Linked DNA regions of Sus scrofa: region 1 is linked to region 2. A link is a contact called in public Hi-C data. All regions are on one chromosome and are shown on one strand. The core of a region is the stretch at or near the end of the contact, and the rest is flanking DNA. Distances in the headings are between cores, read along the strand shown. Region 1 has its middle 36 kb from the start of NPAS2. Region 2 has its middle 25 kb from the start of CNOT11.

The links. Hi-C and Micro-C count contacts between places; a contact is called where the count stands out from the background.
Region 1: a Hi-C map of omental adipose tissue shows a contact between it and region 2, with 1.5 times the contacts expected there. The contact joins two enhancer-like sites. A contact is called at or near these places in 4 of 47 Hi-C or Micro-C datasets (embryonic fibroblasts, epiblast stem cells, omental adipose tissue and 1 more).

Annotation. Positions count from the first base shown.
Region 1 is chr3:53,523,983-53,529,232 of Sscrofa11.1, reverse strand. No RefSeq gene overlaps it. Among named protein-coding and RNA genes, the nearest start is that of NPAS2, 36 kb to the right of the region's middle. Within about 2 kb of position 2,637, at least 8 of the 83 cell types and tissues checked have an H3K27ac peak or open chromatin away from gene starts, as enhancers often do. A contact at or near this core is called in omental adipose tissue, where this site is marked.
Region 2 is chr3:53,103,885-53,109,649 of Sscrofa11.1, reverse strand. No RefSeq gene overlaps it. Among named protein-coding and RNA genes, the nearest start is that of CNOT11, 25 kb to the right of the region's middle. Within about 2 kb of position 3,754, at least 8 of the 83 cell types and tissues checked have an H3K27ac peak or open chromatin away from gene starts, as enhancers often do. A contact at or near this core is called in omental adipose tissue, where this site is marked.

The DNA.
Region 1 (5,250 bases), core at 1,388-3,887, 420 kb before region 2:
TGGATGCTGGGCTGGTCAAGCAGTAGGAACAAGGACCACTGAGGGCTGCTCAGAACTCACCAACACCCGTCCTCCCTCCAGCTCATCACCTCCATCCTGTGGATACCTTTTGCCCTAATTGCGCAGACCTACACCGGCAACTCTCCTTCCTGCGCCTCCAAGGCTAATTGGGTTTATTTGTCAATTCTTTCAAAGAAGTATTTCTAGAATCCACACTTGGTTCCGGAGTCCAGATCCATACCTTGGGTTGCATCCATTGAACATGTAAGAGTAACACGGTGTCACAATTCTGTAAGGAAGGACTGTTGTTATTACTTCTTACTACAGGTGAGAAACCCGAGGCCAAAAGAGGTGACAGCATGTGCCCAAAGTCACGCAGCTTGGTCCCTGAGGCTCCTCTCTCTGCTGAGAGCCTAGGTGTCCAGGTGCTGGGCTTAGCAGGGAACACCACAGATGGGATCCCGCCTTCCTGCCACTTACAGTCTAGCGCATGAAACCATAGCAAGAGTCACAGAGAAAGTTCTAGTGACAAACTGTGCAGAGAAAGAGTTCATCAAGCAGGCCTGAGACGGTTGTATGTGGAAAGGCCTACTTGCAAGGCTGGTCCTCCGTGGTGTCTGGGAACTTGGCTCCTGGAGTGTCCCTGTTTAACTGCTGAAGGTGGCTCCCTGGGCCTCCTCTTTTTGCAATCTATGCTGCTTCTGCTGAGCACCTGCTTTGCTCCTGGAGGGTGTGGTGTCTGTGCAAGTCGTGGGGCACCTACCTGACCAGCCCCAAGCAAGAATCTCCTGAACGGAGTCTCTAACAGGCTTCTCTGGGCAGAAACATCGCACACCTGTTGCCGGGTTGTTGCCGCTGGGGGCGCTGTACTCTGCAAGCCCTCACAGGCCAAGTGCAAGAGGAAGCCTGCATGGATTCCTCCAGACTTTGCCTGGGCCTGCCCCTTACAGCCCAGCTGTGCTTCCTTCCCACGTTACTGTGACAAATCTTGACTGTGGAAACAAATACAACTGAGTCTGTGAGTTCTTCTAGCAACTCTCCTAATGCAGCCGTGGCCTGGAGGCCTCTCCATAAGCAATGATGCTGTAAAGAAAGAGCATGTGATGTGAAGCAAACAGCAGGAGCCCAGTCAGCGTGGGGACTCCAGCAAAGCCCTCTGGGGGATGTTCTCTGTCCGCTGAGACCCAAAGGAGTTTGGGGGGCAAAGAGCAGGAGAAACGCCCTCCAGGCAGAGGAAGAGCTGGACAGAGGACGAGACAGTGAGTGCCTGGCTCCCTGCAGGGACTGAACCATGTTACACATGGTTGTAGCCAGGCCAGGAGGCCCGGTGAAGTCAGAGCCTCAGACCGACGCTGCTCAAGCGGGGCCCCAGGTCCAAGTGTTGGGATTCATGCGACCAGCTGCTAAGGATGCTGGCAGGCAAGAAACATGATCAGGTCACTTCTTCAAAGATTGTGCTGGAGTTCCCTAGTGGCTCAGCAGGTTAAAGATCCAGCATTGTCACAGCTGTGGCTCAGGTTACTGCTGTGACATAGGTTCGATGCCTGGCCCAGGAACTTCCTCATGCTGCATGCACACTCAGAAAAGGAAAAAAAAAAAAATGGAAGAAAAATTCAAAGCTCATTCTGGCCACCATGCACAGAATGGATTATGAAAGGAGGAGGGAGAAGCAGAGAGAGCAGTGGGAAGGCCAGTCATGGTCCAGGTGAGCCATGAGGGCTGGGGGTGGCCGCAGCTGAGAGGCCAGCTCCAGGGGCATTTTAGGAGGACAGGTCCCGACAACGCCTCCTGGCGTCCCCTCCTGGACACCAGCACTCAGCCCAAGCCATTTCCCCGCCTGCCCAGACCCCAGACTGGACCAGGGCTCGGTCACTCCCCAGGGCTCCCTGTTGGGGGCAGAGCTGGTCTGTGCAAACTGCCCTCGGTGTTAACGTTCTCAGGCTTTGGCAAGTGTAAGATCGGGGTTGCCAGCTGTCCTCAGAAGTATGGTCCTTTATTTTGACATTTCCTTTCTTCCTATTTTTTTTTTTTTTCTGAAGGGGGTCTTTTCATCAACAAAAGCATTAGAATAGTTGATGCAATGAGTTGTACAGGCCTGTGTCCTCACATGGCAAAATAAAGGTGGTGACCCCACTTCCATTCCTTCCCACCCTATTTAAAAATAAATAAATAAAATTAATGGTTTGTGGAAGGTTCAAACTTCTTAACCCATGTGGGACTCTGCCACCTTACCAGCACCCTCCTTTACCTTCCAACATCCTCGTCCCACACCCTGCTTCTGGTTTTTCACTCCAAGTTCTCTTCCGCCAGGCCCTCTGGCCGGGTTGCCTTAACCCTTCGCATCTCTGCTGTCTCACCTGCCTCCTCGAAATCCCCTCCCTCCTCCAGTGGGCGGAGCAGGTGGGCGGAGGGGCGGAGTCTGTTCCTCCCCCTGGGCCAGTTGAGCTCTTCCTGCCTCCCTCCCTGTGCTCCACAGCCTCTATCCTCCTGGCAAAGCTTGCAAAGCAGCAGTCAGTCCTCTAAAGATAAAGTAAGCAGCCATCACAGCCGTTCCTTGGCCAGGAGCACACTAGAACAAAGGCCAGTGACAGGGGTCCCAGGAAGCCAGCCGACAGAGAGAGAATCCCGCTGACCCAGGCCACCTGTCCTGAGCTCTCAGAACACGGTTTATATGATTCTAGGACAGTGGAAATTGTTCTCTGACATAATGGGAGTTATGCAAGATCATAAGAATACATTGCCTTAAAAACACGGATTTCAAGGTATAAATAGCTCACTTTCAGGGGATTAGAAAGAACCTCCAATGTAGGAGTACCTGCCTGCCCGCCCCTAGCACAGCCCACCTGGAAGGCTTCCATTTCCTCAAGGGCCAGTATCATTGTTCTAAGTTAAAGAAAATTTTTTTGGTCTTTTTCAGGGCCGCACCCATGGCATATGGAGGTTCCCAGGCTATGGGTCCAATCAGAGCTACAGCTGCCAGCCTGCACCACAGCCACAGCACCATGGGATTCCAGCCATTTCTGCAACCTACACCACAGCTCACTGCAGCGCCAGATCCTTAACCCACTGAGCGAGGCCAGGGATGGAACCCACAACCTCATGGTTCCTAGTTGGATTCGTTTACTCTGCACCACTATGGAAACTCCCCCTAAGTTAAAAATTTATAAAAATAAGTAAGTGAAAATAATTGATCCATCAACAAGCCAGCAGTGTACAGAGCACTGGGTCCTATGCGGCAGAACACAGATTTACGTTTTTTTAATTTAAAAATGTTTTTAATTTATTTATTTTTATTTATTTATCTTTCTAATGGCCACACTTACAGCATCCTGGGCCAGGAATTAAATCCAAGTTGCAGCTGTGGCAATGCCAGATGCTTTAACCCACTGTGCCATATTGGGGATCAAACCCACACCTCTGCATAGACCTGAACCTCTGTAGTCAGATTCTTAACCCACTGCGCCACAGCAAGAACTCCATTTAAAATTTTTTTTCATTAAAGTATAGTTGATTTACACTACTGTGCCAATTTCTGTGTCACAGCATAGTGACCTAGTCATATGTATGTATATGTATATATATTCCCTTTCTTATGCTATCATGTTCTCTCCCAAGAGATTGGATATAGTTCGCTGTGCTGCAGAGTAAGACCTCATTGCTTGTCTATTCTAAATGTATTAGTTTTTATCTACCAACCCCAAACTCCCCATCCATCCAGCTCTCTCCCCATTCCCCCTTGGCAACCACACGTCTGCTCTCCATGTCTGTGAGTCTGTTTCTGTTCTATAGACAGGTTCATTTGTGCCATATTTTAGAGTCCACATATAAATGATGTCATATGGCATTTGTCTTTCTCTTTCTGCCTTACTTCACTTAGTATGAGAATCTCTAGTTGCATCCATTTTGCTGCAAATGGCATTATTTCATTTTTTTGTGGCTGAGTAATATTCTATTGTGTGTGTGTGTGTGTATATATATATCACATCTTAATTCATGCATCTGTCAATGGACATTTAGGTTGTTTCTATGTCTTGGGTATTGTTGAATAGTGCTGCAGTGAACATAGAGGTACATGCATCTTTTTGAATTATAGTTTTGTCCCAAAATATGCTCAGGAGTGGGATTGCTGGATCATACAGTATTTCTATTTTTAGTTTTCTGAGGGACCTCCATGCTGTTTTCCATAGTGGTTGTACCAGCTTAGATTCCCACCAACAGTGTAGGAGGGTTCCCTTTTCTCCACACCCCCTCCAATATTTGTTATTTGTACTTATTAATGATGGCCATTCTGACTGGTGTGAGGTGGTACCTCATTGTAGTTTTGATTTGCATTTTGTTAATAATTGGTGATGTTGAGCATCTTTTCATGTGCCGATTGGCCATGTGTTCTTTGGAGAAATGTCGAATTCTGCCCATTTTTTGATGGGGTGGTTTGTTTCTTTGTTGTTGAGCTGTACGAGTTGTTTGTATATTTTTGAGATCAAGCCCAGATTTACTTTTAGTTGGGGAGAAAAAAAACTACGTTTTAATAATGCAAAATGAATGTTTATAAAATGTGAAAGTTTAAATAATATAAACGAATATTCTTAAATCCTTCAGCCAGAAGGGTGATGGAGGTATTGTTCTTTGTAGAACTCCACATGAAGACTTAGTGCTAAATTCAACTACAGAGCCAAGAAAGTCGTTTTCTAAAAAAAAAATAAACAAAGCTGCCCCAAATGAGGACGGTCTGGACCAGCCAGCTCCCAGCCCATCAGCATCCCCATGGCTCCAGGGGCTGAGCCTCCCCAGTCTCGGCTGCCTGGCCTGCTCTCCTGTCCCACTGATCCTGCAGCAGTGGGTCCAGTGGTCCCCTCATCCTCGGACTCAGCTGGAGCAAATGCTTCAGGCTTTTCCTTTGCCTCAAGCTGTCTTGGCTCCATGCTGCCCCTCTGTGTGTGTCTCACAACTTGAGGTGGGGAAGCACCCCTCTTTTCTCCCTCCCCAGGGGTCCCCAGCTCCCAGTCACAGGAAAATGGGGCAATCAACCCCTCAAGTGTTCAAACAGAGTCTCCTTTCCTTCCCTTCCTTCTTTTTAACCATTTTATTGTCAAATAAAAATTATACAGAAAACGGCCCAAAACAAATGTGTAGCTGGATGGAGGAAGAGAAGATGACCCACCTCTTCCGCCTCGTGCACTGTCACCCTCTCAGGCAACTGCAGCTCTCCAGAACCATCTTTCTTGGTTCTGCTTTCTCCTGCCCACGCCA
Region 2 (5,765 bases), core at 2,505-5,004:
CTGCTCACATCATCTGCACATGCTCTTCCTTCCAGCCTGTATGTGGCCAACCCTGCCTACTTCTCTGTACTTCTGGTTCTCCAATTTTGCTATTTTCTGGATCTGGCAATTGCATGGCAAAACTATTAAAGAGTCAACATTACAGATGATAAAAGGAATCGCTCACTGGACATTAGGCATTATCTTGGGTGACTGTCAGCTGGTTGGTCTGAGGTTCAGGGCTGGGTCTGTGCGAGTCTGTTCAGGACGGTTATTGCGATGAGCAGTGCAAAGGTTCTCTCTAGAAATACGCTGGCACTGCTGAAGAAGGATGGCTGGTCAATTGCGTGTTTTTTGGTTTCTTTTTTTCCTTCAATGAGGACATTCTACGTTTTGCCAGTTATGTGAAGAATCCTTTGTACAAGCTGGCATTGATGGGCACCATACTTACCGTTTATTCCAATGATTTCTTAAATCATTATCGAGATATAATGCACCAACCATAAAATTCACCCCTGTATTTTTTTATTATTTATTTATTATCTTTTTAGGGCTGCACCCATGGCATAGGAGGTTCCCAGGCTAGGGGTTCAATGCCACAGCCACAGCAACTCCAGATCCTTAACCCACTGAGCGAGGCCTACACCACAGCTCACAGCCCCGCCAGATCCTTAACCCACTGAGTGAGGCCAGGGATCGAACCCACATCCTAATGGATACTAGTCAGATTTGTTTCCGCTGAGCCACGACGGGAACTCCAAATTCACCCCTTTAAAATGTATAATTCAGAGTCCCTGGTGGCCTAGCATCGAAGGATGCGGCGTTGTCATTGCTGTGACTCAGGTTCAATCCCTGGCCCAGGGAACTTATGCATGCCAAAAAAAGAAATTGTATAATTCAGTGTGCAACCACGACTACCATTTAATTCCAAACATTTTTTTGTTGTTTTATTTATTTCCCATTTTTTATATTGAAGTATAATTGATTTCCAATGTTGTGTTAGTTTTACATGTACCTCAAAATGATTCAGTTATAGATACATATGCGTATATTTTCAGTTATATGTACATATGTGTATATATTCTTTTTCAGATTCTTTTCCCTTGTAGGTTTTTACAAAATATTGATTAGAGTTCCCTGTGCTATATAGCAGGACCTTGTTGGTTATCTAGTTTATGTACAGTTGTGTGTATCTGTTAAGCCCCAACTCCTATTTTGTTCCTCTCCTCCCCTAATGCCAGAACATTTTTAATCACCTCAAAAAGAAACACTTACCCTACTGCCCCTTCTCCCCAGCCCCTGGCAACCATTAATCTATTTTTCTGTCTCTATAGATTTACCTTTTCTGGACATTTCATATAAATGGAACCATAGCATATACGGCTGCTTCTGGTGTGTATTTGGCTTCTTTCACCTAGCATAACCTTTCAAGGCTCATCCGTGTTGTACCGTATATTAATACTTCATTTCTTTTTTCTTTCTTTTTTTTTTTTTTTGTCTCTTTGCCATTGAGCCGCTCTCGTGGCATATGGAAGTTCCCAGGCTAGGGGTCCAGTCAGAGCTGTAGCTGTTGGCTTACACCAGAGCCACAGCAACACGGGATCCAAGCCACGTCTGCGACCTACACCACAGCTCATGGCAACGCTCTGATCCTTAACCCACTGAGCAAGGCCAGGGATGGAACCCACAACCTCATGGTTCCTAGTCGGATTCGTTAACCACTGAGCCATGATGGGAACTCCAGTACTTCATTTCTTTTTATGGCCAAATACTACTTCATTGTATGGGTATACCACGTTTTATTTATCCATTCATTGGTGGGTGGATACTTGGATTATGTCCAACTTTTGGCTATTATGAATCATACTGTGAAGAACGTTTCTATACAAATGTTTGCATAGATGTATGTTTTCGTTGGGGGAGGGGTAAACAGCCAGGAGTAGCATTTCTGAGTTGTAGGGTAATTCTCTGCTTAGCTTTTTGAGGAACTGCCAAACTATTCCCCAAAGCAGCTGTACTGTTTCACATTCCCACCAGCAAGGCATGAGGTTCCGACTTCTCTACATCCTTGCTGACACCTGTTCCTGCCCACCCTCCTGAACCTAGAATCCTAGTGGGTATGAAGTGGCATCTCTCTGTGGTTTTGACTGGCACTTCCCCCACGACTAATGACCTCAGCATCTTTTCCTGTGCTACTTGGCCTTTTGTTTATCTTCTCTGGAGAGAGAAAATTCTCATGTCTGAGTTGGGTTATTTGTCTTGATTGCTGAGTTGTAAGTGTTCTTATATATTCTGGGTACTAATCCTTTATCAGATATGTAATTTGCAAATCTTTTCTCTCCTGTTGTGGTTGTTTTCTCACTTTTTTAATGGAGTTCTTTGAAGCTTAATTTTGATGAATTTCAGTTTATCTATTTTCTGCTTTATTTATGTGTGGCATATGGAGGTTCCCAGGCTCCCTAGGATCCAATGCAGGATCCAAGCTGTGTCTGCAACCTACACCACAGCTCACGGCAACACTGGATCCTTAACCCACCGATTGAGGCCAGGGATCAAACCTGCGTCCTCATGGATGCTAGTCTGACTCGTTTCCCTGGGATGGGAATTCCCTTTTCTGCTTTTATTGCTCGTACTTCAAATGATGTTTTGTACCACTTGGAGCTTCTTGCCCCCAGGCAGTTGGCTGACTTGATCTGCCCCAGGCTGGGGCCTTGAAACCTCTGGAAGACATAAACATGCAATGTATACTGCTGTAATTACCGTCTTTCTCTTCAAAGATGGCAACACTCTGAGCACTGGCTCAGAAACCTCCAAAGACACACTTCAGGGCAACAGGGCGAACCTTCTTCCTGTTTGAAGTTTCAAAACCTTTACCATTTTTAAGTCCCCTAGAAGGAAAGGTTTGATGACACATCTGTGGTACTGGCCATACACAATTTTAGAAACACTGCTTGACTGGCTTGCAGCTTCTGAATAGGCATCAGTGTTGGTTGAGGACACTGGGTAAGAAAAAGCCCCGAGGGCCCTCCACCTTCACTCCTGGACCAGCTCCATCTCTCCTCCCAGCCCCGCCCTCTTTGTGGAGCCGGGAAAAGCAGCATCTGCTTCTTCCCTGCACCTGTATCGCCATCACTCATGTGTACTTCTAGGAAAAAACTGAGGACCGTTCAGACCATCACAGACCAAAAACATTTTACATTTTTATTTCAGCCGAGACAACATTTGACAGGAGCCATTGAGCCCGAGGGGTCTAGATGGCTGTCCTAAAGACCAGGTCAGCAGGACCCTACCTAGCATGGGCACCTGGTCCAGAACAGGCCAAACAGGTTCCTGGGAAAGGGACACAGCCAGTGCATGAAGGCAGCCCACCTGTGGCCGTTGCCATTTACAGGCTGGACAGGCAGGAGAAATGGAGGGGAGGTAATGCTAGTGGTAAATATTTGATGTTTTCCCAGAAAGAAAACCAGATCTTGGTATGGTTAGGGCATCAGGTGACAGCCTGAGCTCTGCGGTCTAAGGACATAAATAGCCTGAAAGACACTTTAATATTTTACACCAAAAAAATCAATAACTCCCTCCTGAGCCCATAGGCTGCTATTATGCTTCATTAAAGTGTATTTAAAGCCTTTTCAACATCAAGTGGTGTTGCAAGGGCGAGTAAAAACCGCTGGGTATGAGAGGATGAGAAAGAAAGCCAGGAATAGGAGATGGAGTGATTTAGAAAGCGGCTGGGTGTGGTTGGCACCTGGAGTGCTGGGAGTCAGGTGGGAGGTGTGGTTCCCGGGTGGAGCACAGGCCTGGCGCGGATCTGCAGAGGGAGCGCCCCCCAACGGCAGGGCTGGTCCTCAGCAGCCAAGCAGGAGGCAAAGAGCACCCACCTGGGAGCCAAAACCTGGCTTTGTCTCTGTGTGACCCTGTACAGGCGGGCCGAGTCCTAGACCCATCCCCCACTCCCCACCTCCAAGCAGAGCCTGCTCGCTCCACTGGGTCCAGGATTGTGGGGCAACCTGGAAACAGCTGAGCGGGATGCAGGGCGTGGTCCCCGCCCCACTGCTGTGTGCCGGTCCTTCTTTTTCTGTTGGGGCACCGCCATTCCCCCATCCCTTTCTGCGGGTCCGCTGCCCAGCGCTGCAGCCCTGGCGTCAGAGGCGGCAGTTTCTCCTTCCAGGCTCCACCTCCGAGTCAGGAGCAGGCTCCAAGGCTTGGTCCACTCAGCTGGAAACATCCATCTGCCCACCAGAGTGGTTGTGCCAATAGAGCAAGGTAACAAGTAGGTGTGAAGGCACTGCTGGCCACAAGCAGACCCTGCCTCAAACACTGTTAACTGTTTTATCTGCTGGTCCCAAAGCTAACTGAAGAGGGAGTTTCAAAGAGCTAGGGATGGGAGTTCCTTGGTGGCTCAGTGAGTGCAGGATCTGGCGGTGTCAGTGCTGTGGCTCTGGTTATTGCTCTGGCAGGGGTTCTGTCCCTTGCCAGGAATTTCCACGTGCTGCCAACTCAGCCAAACAACAACAGCAAAAATCAAAGAGCTGGTGATGGATATTGAGTGTGTTCAGGGTTGTGAGAAAACAGGTCTCCCATGGCAGGCATTCTCTCTGCTGCCTAGGACAGCTTCAGCACAGAAGGTGAGCCTTCCAGATGCTTCTCTTTCTCCTACAGATATTTCCCAAACAGGCTTTCCCCCCTCCCCCATTGTTGCAGATGATCATGTTTCTTTGTCAGAGGCTGAGCAGTCTTTTCCCACGTGTCTACTCAGGGACCTGGTATTTCCCCATCACTGTACAAGGTAAACCAGTAGAATCCTTTAGGGTTCAAAAATGAATACTGCAACCCAAATCTGACTGGCTCGGTCGTCACCCTACATCCTGAGGCCAAGTTTGTACAGTTGTGTGTTTGTAAAAAAAAAAAACCAGGCCCACTGAAAAGTGTCCCCAAATTTGGACAGGGTTTCAAGGAGAGGAAAAGGAAAAGGTTCCACTTATATCACCCTGAAAACCATCAGAGAAAATCTGCTGTCGCATCTCTCACCCGAGGTTCCACTTCCCAAGGCAGTCCTGCATCTCTCCTAGTCCAGCCCTGCCTCCTCCACCCTCCCGCCGCTCCCCACCTTCTATGCACTCCTTGCTACTCTCCCCACCCCCGCCCCCCAGGTTCTGTCTACACCCTCTGCTCCTTTGCATCCTATCCTCAAACCTGCTCAGGACAACAAAGCTTCTCCCTCAGGCTACACCCAGAAGAAGGCAGAAAAGGGAAAATTAATCAAGGGATGGTAAATATAAATTCACCTTTAATAGTTCCTTCCTTCCTTCCTCCTTTCTTTCTTTCTTTCTTTGTCTTTTTAGGGCCGCATCCGTGGCACATGGAGATTCCCAGGCTAGGAGTCAAATCGGAACTGTAGCTGCCGGCCTACACCACAGCCACAGCAATGCCAGATCCAAGCCACATCCATGACCTATGTACACCACAGCTCACAGCTGGATCCTTAACCCACTGAGCAAGGCCAGGGATGGGACCTGTGTCCTCATGGATACTTGTCCAATTCGCTTCCACTGAGCCGTGACAGGAACGCCTGTTTAATAGTTTCTGTATTAAGCACATCTGCTAAGATTTATTTTCCTCTTTTCTAGTAGCAAAGTAGCAAGAAATGAAAGTCTCCTGTCTGGTTGGGGAAATGTCATTGACTATTTCTCTCTCGTTAAGTTCCCCACCGGCCTGGGAAAAATATTCTCAGAATGTCTAAAACGAAATTTAGTTTTTACTTTGCTTCGAAGATAAGTAGCATTGTA